2 separate regions of the Mus musculus genome follow, and region 1 is linked to region 2. A link is a contact called in public Hi-C data. All regions are on one chromosome and are shown on one strand. The core of a region is the stretch at or near the end of the contact, and the rest is flanking DNA. Distances in the headings are between cores, read along the strand shown.

Region 1 (3,056 bases), core at 508-3,007, 62 kb after region 2:
GAGTGACAAGGAATGAGGTTAAGGAGGGGAAGCTAGAGACAGAGTAATGAGATTGGTGAAGACTAGCAGGAAATGTTTGTTGAGCGAGTGAGTGACTGATTTGTGGAAGAAAGGCCTGCTTCTCTTGCTACCTCTTTTCTTCCTGTCTGGGCACATGCTCAATCCTTGGGATTCCTAGGTGTGTTCTTGACAGTGACCTCACACAGGGCTCCCATCCCCACAGGGCCACCTTCGTGACCAGTATGGACACCTGGTGAATATCTATACCAAACTGTTGCTGACTAAGATCTCCTTCCACCTTAAGGTAGTCTCCCTGAGCAATCATGGACTATGGGACTGGGAGGCTCTTCTCTCTGTGACATCCTGGGGCATAGAGGGGGTTGGATGGCACCTGTCCATCCATGCTCTGTCCACTTGCTGTGGAGGCTAGGAAGACTGGCAGGAGATCATCGGGCTGTCTCCATGTTTGCATAGATCCAATGCAGATGCCAGCCTGTGTGTGCTCCAGTGGCCTTGCCCGTCAGTCCTGGTCAGGCTGCCCCTGCCTCAGCCCCAGGATTTCTGTCGGCCCCTTTGGCTTAACCAGAGAAGCTGGGATCACAGAATGAGGGGATTGAGAAACCTCCCTGGCGACTCCCCTTCTCATGGGAGCTGTCAGGAGCAGGGATGGGACCCGTGTGTGGCTGCTCAATGAGGCTGCGTGGGGGCTGTTTCTGCAGCATCCCCAGTTTCCTGCAGGCCTGGAGGTAACAGATGAGGTGTTGGAGAAGGCGGCGGGAACTGATGTCAACAACATGTGAGTCTGTGTAGCCTCAGTTTCCCCCAAGTGCCTGCCCACTGGGGACCATGTCAAGTGAGGCCACAGGGCTGAAGGTCATGACCCCCAGGGGGCCAGGCTATGGGTGAAGGGGTTTATCAGGTACTCCATGTTTCTGCCTGATGGAGTTTGCTTCCTGTTCCTAAGGGGTCTCGGGGATTGTGTGGGTGTGCCCTGCTGCCCTTTGCATCCCCGTCTTTTCTCCTAGTTTTCAGCTTACCGTGGAGATGTTTGACTACATGGACTGTGAACTGAAGCTTTCTGAGTCAGGTGAGCAAGTCACTCATGCCAGGCTGTGAAGGCACTGGTGGGCAGGCTGGATTTTCACTTGTCTTTCCTGCTGTTGGGGTGAAACCTGGGCCCCACTGACACTGGGCGAGTGATTCTTCTGATAGAGCACCCACAGTAACCCAGGTCTTACGTGCACCTCTTCCTTGGGGTCCCTCTCCCTCCAAGACAGAAGGGGGCCTCATGGTACCTCCAGAGCACAAGCAGAGACTTCCCTTCCTCGAGACCCTACGTGTGTCCAAGACATGGCACATGAAGGCCACTATGGGCCCCTGGGTGTGGAGGGTGGGGTGTGCCCCATGGAGGACCCTCTAGGCTCCTGCCTGGCCTCGGCACCGCACTACTCTCCAGGAGAGAAAACATGGCTAACATTTCCTACTGTGTGTTCTGAAATGCCTCACGGTCCTGTCAGACTGTTCAGCCAAAGAACTGGCAGCTGTTGGACAGGAAATCTCTGAGGGCTCACCCTCCCCGCCCGCCTGGGAGGTGATTGTTCTGGGCTGTACCTTCAAAATAACTGCTGTGACTCACTGTTGGCTATGATGAAGCCCAAGGCACACGCCTTTTTAAGGAAAAACAGGGAATTGGGAAGAGGCAGGACAGCCACTCTGTACGCTGGGTCTGGGCCTGTGGCTCTGGAGGGTGAGAGGCCAGCGTGGAGCCTGTCCAGGAGTAGGACAAAACGGCAGGTCACCAGGGGTGTGGCCCAGTAGTGCAGCTGGACCCAGGCCACCAGGAATTGAGTCCTGGCAGAAAGGGGAAGCCCGAGCTCCTCAGAGCACACAGGCCGTGAGATTCAAGCCGTAGCCCTTGTGTCCCACCCTAGCTGCTCTTGACCTAGGAGGAGGCCCAGGGGGAAGGACCTGCAGGCCCCTATCCTTGGTGACTTATAGAGAGTGGGCACACGTAGGTGACAGAAGATAGAAACCCCTGCAGGTCTACCTCAGTAGAAAGCCCGCTGTAACACACTGCCTTCAATGGGAGTGCAAGGCTGTTAAGAGCGATGTGCCTCAGAAGGCTGAGGCAGGAGAATCGTGAATTTGAGGCCTGCTTGAGCTAGAGTAAGTTCAAGGTCAACCTGGGGAGCTTACTGAGACCCAGTCTCAAAAGTGAGAAGGGCTGGAGAGCGCCCTGGCCCTGTGGCTGGTCCTAACTGTCCAGTTCTAGGGGATCTGATGCCCTCTTCTGGCCTTTGAGGGCATTGCAGGCATGTGGTGCACAGGCAAAACACCTATACATAGAAAATAAAGGAAAGAAAACTTTAAATAAGAGGTCCGAGTTTGGTGGCACATGCCCTTAATCCTGGTGCTTAAGAGAAAAAAATCAATCATATATCTGAGTTTGAGACCAATCTGGTCTCGATTAGCCAGGGTGGCACCTAAATAATGAAGTGCTTGCCTAGCATGTGGGGGTGGGTGGGTGGGCGACACTCTGGGGAGGAGGGAGGGGCAGAGGAAGGGAGAAAGGAAGGGCACAGAACAAAACCAGAGTTTACACACACACACACACCCCAAGATAAAAAAAAGCCAAAACCAAACAAAGAAACAAAACCCTAGTGTGGCTTCCATCCTTGCAGACAGCTCCTCCCCCCCCCCCCCCAGGCATGGCCAGACCAAGGGGCTGAGGGCTTCTGGCACCACTCAGATCTGCCCCACATGGGGCCTGGCTGCTCTCCCGGCCTGGCTCACTGCCCCGCTCTTTGTCATTCCCCTCTCTGCCCCAGAGAAGATGCTGGCCAGGGGAGGCAGCCTCGTGTTTGTCCTTTGTCTGTCCCTCTTTCTCTGGAGTTCTGATACAAGGCCTGATTGTCAGGGTCTCCAGGACAAGTGAGGAGGCATCAGGTCATTTGGGGCTCACAGAGCCTGTGTTCAAGGCTGTGACCTGGAACAGACACTAGCCAGTCTCCACAGCTACACGATGGGCTATTACAGTGACAGTCTTTTTACGAAAA
Region 2 (3,131 bases), core at 472-2,971:
GTGTTCATGGAAGACAGGTCAGTGTCCACAGACTGTGCCCCCTTTGGGTACGATGCCAACAGAAGCTAGAAGAACCTGTAGGGGCCCCTGAAGCTGGAGTTAAAGGTGGCTGTGAGCTGCCTGCCCATTTGCATGCTGGGAATGGCACTTAGCACTGTTAACCACTGAGACCATCTCTCCAGACCTGAAACAGTTCTTGAAAAATGCATTTTCAACCCTTATCCTTATCATCAGCAGGTGTTACTGCTAGAAAGTAGTCTAAAATTGCCCTTATTGATAATGTGACTTTTTTCCTTTCACTTGAAATTTAACCTTCCCCCTAGTTTTAAAGGTTGATTTTAATTCTAATTGTCATAATCTTGTTTTGTTTTGGGTTTGGGTTGTCTTAGAGCTTGCTCTGTAGACCAGGCTGGCCTTGAACTAGGACCTCTGACTCCGGAGATTTAAGGATTTAAGGTGTGATCAACACCTGGCTAGTTTTTTAATCTTTTTGCTTTTTCATTTGCTACTTTTTAGTTTTTCGAGACAGGGTTTCTCTGTGTAGCCCTTGCTGTCCTGGAACTCACTCTGTAGATACCAGGCTGGCCTTGAACTCAGAAATCCGCCTGCCTCTGCTTTCTGAGTGCCGGGATTAAAGGTGTGCGCCACTCATTTGCTACATTTTTATTAGGTCTGTAGCATGTGGTAAAGAGTTTGCATCCTGATGGTGACAGAGATTCGATCCCTAGCACACATATAATTTTAAGTTCATTTATTTTGGTGTGAGTGTGTGTTGGTGTGCAGAGATAAAACAACTTTGAATTCTCTCCTTCCACTGTGGAATCCTAGGATAATTCTCAGGTGGTCAGGCCTGGGTGGAAATAGCTCTTAGGGTCCAGGGTTATTCTGCTTGCCCCCACCCCCTTCTGACTCCCTAACAACCATAAAACGAAAGGCCGAAATCCTAGAGCCTGGGAAGAGGATGGCTGGATAGCCCTTCTGGCATAAGTGGTGGACCTGCCTCAAAGGTGATGATGGAAGGCCTCTGGAGGGAGACTCTGGAAGTTGCACTGATGCGGGAATGCACAAACATGGAAATAATGAGACCCAGAATTCCCGTAGGTCTCCGTCGTTTCTCCGCGGGATCCAGCAGTATTATGGTAAATGTGGCTGGAGAGATGGCTCAGTGGTTAAGAGCACTCACTGCTCTTCTGAAGGTCCTGAGTTCAATTCCCAGCAACCACGTGGTGGCTCACAACCATCCGTAATGAGATCTGACGCCCTCTTCTGGGGCGTCTGGAGACAGCTACAGTGTACTTACATATAGTAAATATATTATATATATTAATGATATAATTACTAAAATATCTTTTTAAAAAATAATAACATGTCACGGTTCTCATCACTACTAAGAGCAGATCGATGATCGATTGACTGGCAGACCCTCTGTCTCCAATGATCTTGGTTCAGACCAGTGCTGAGAGCCCGGCCCGGTTCTTCAGACTAAACATCCACAGGGAGGGACCCAGGATCACTGGGACCTAGAAACGGCTTTTAATTCACTTCGTCTTTCCCGCTGCGACGCTCTGGGAACCTTAGAGGGGCCGAAGGCTTCCGGCGTGGGAATGAATATAGGTTCACGTTCTTGATCCGCGAGCGAGCACAGGCGCAAGTCTCGCGAGAGCATCACTCCTGCGCAACGTCCGAGTGCGGCCCGCCGGCTGGCCCGGCGGTTTGAGTGCGCATGCGCGCATGCGTAGCTCTGAGGGCGCGCCGTCCTGGGCTGTGGCTTTGCCCCCGCCGCTGCGGCCGTGCGCCTATGGCGTCTCGGAGGTGACCCGCTGCTGGCACCAACTCTCTCTGGGGGCGGGGGAGTCATCCATGAACCCTTCGGCGACCTTATACCGGCGCCAGGTGAGCGCCGCCGCCCCGGGACAGGGCGCCGAGAGGCCGGCCCTAGCTGGGACCCAGCGACGAGGCACGAGCACCGGAGCGCTGCTGTTGAACGTTGGCAGGGACATTGCCCTCCCTCGCTTATTTAACAGTAGCCTAGCGAGTGGACCGACTTCTTCCTTCCCATTGACAGTCTCGAAAGTGAATTTGCCCAAGGATTGCACTTAACGTATCAGTGTAGGGTGACACGAACACTTTTTGTATGATGGGTTTATTACCTGGTTACCTCCACTGAGCCCCGTCCCCCCCTCCCCCCGCTGCCACCCCTAATAGACTGGAATCCAGGTACTGTGACTTGGAATTCCAAGTTCTTTTGTGTGTGTATTTAGGTACTAGTAACTGAAAGTCATTATAAGTCTTTTTCAAAGTACTGTCCGAAATCATATACATGACTGCCCTATGAACTTGTCGTGCCCTCCACGCCCTGGGTAGACCATGCTGGCATCGCTCTGAACTCCCCCTGCCTCCTGAGTTCTGAGAATATCCGTGTGAGCCGTCATATCCCAACGTTAAATATCTTTAACTTGGGGGCTACGCTTAGCTTGGTGGTAGAGTTGTCTTGCACGCATGGGGCGAGTTCAGTCCCCACCTTTCCTACACAAAAACAGAACATAATTCTGTACCGTATGGTTTGGTTTGGTTTTTGGTTTTTCAAGACAGGGTTTCTCTGTATAGCCCTGGCTGTCCTGGAACTCACTCTGTAGACCAGGCTGGCCTCGAACTCAGAAATCCGACACCTGCCTCTGCCTCCCAAGTGCTGGGATTAAAGGCATGTGCCACCACGCCCGGCTGGCATCTGAGTTCTGTGAGTTCAAGGCCAGTTTGCAAAACTGACAGGGCTGCATAGCAAGGCCCTGTCTAACTGTAACTAATAATAATAATGATAGCTAATGCTGAGTGATTACTATACTCCAGGCACTTATGACGACTATAGGTCTGTAATTCCAGCTATTGTGGAGTCTGGAAATTTCAAGGACTCAGAGTGAGCCCCTGGGCAAGGCAATTTAGTGAGACTAAGTCTCAAAAGGTTATTTCCATAAAAGGCTGTGGAGGTTAGAGAGATGGTTTGATGGTTGGTTAAGAGAACCGTTTGCTCTTCCAAAAGACCTAGGTTTGATTCCCAGGGCCCCCCTATTGTTACTCATTAATGTCAGCAGTTCTGATAGCAACTTCCAACCTCCACAGGCACTGAGCCTGCA

What was found. A called contact is a pair of places that touch in the nucleus more often than the background predicts.
Region 1: a contact with region 2 is called in a Hi-C map of reprogramming fibroblasts, with 3 times the contacts expected there. The contact joins the enhancer-like site here to the promoter of Ccdc62 in region 2. A contact is called at or near these places in 21 of 39 promoter capture datasets (the 3T3-L1 cell line, 3T3-L1-derived adipocytes, the C10 cell line and 14 more), 11 of 15 datasets of contacts at CTCF or cohesin (the G1E-ER4 cell line, the NIH/3T3 cell line, embryonic stem cells and 5 more), 238 of 484 Hi-C or Micro-C datasets (2-cell embryo, the 3T3-L1 cell line, 3T3-L1-derived adipocytes and 127 more), 41 of 115 datasets of contacts at active chromatin or transcription factors (the 230-238 cell line, the HPC-7 cell line, the NIH/3T3 cell line and 24 more) and 7 of 9 other capture datasets (adipose tissue, embryonic stem cells, embryonic tail and 4 more).

What each region holds. Positions count from the first base shown.
Region 1 is chr5:123,990,719-123,993,774 of GRCm38.p6, forward strand. It overlaps Hip1r (huntingtin interacting protein 1 related), which reads left to right. Exons shown (of 32, transcript NM_145070.3): 5 at 224-304; 6 at 720-796; 7 at 1,026-1,087. Among named protein-coding and RNA genes, the nearest start is that of Mir7032, 4.6 kb to the right of the region's middle. Within about 2 kb of position 1,758, at least 173 of the 459 cell types and tissues checked have an H3K27ac peak or open chromatin away from gene starts, as enhancers often do. A contact at or near this core is called in 3T3-L1-derived adipocytes, the 63-12 cell line, the AtT-20 cell line and 45 more, where this site is marked.
Region 2 is chr5:123,928,968-123,932,098 of GRCm38.p6, forward strand. Ccdc62 (coiled-coil domain containing 62) reads left to right here and starts at 1,722. Exons shown (of 13, transcript NM_001134767.1): 1 at 1,722-1,893. The coding sequence starts at 1,732.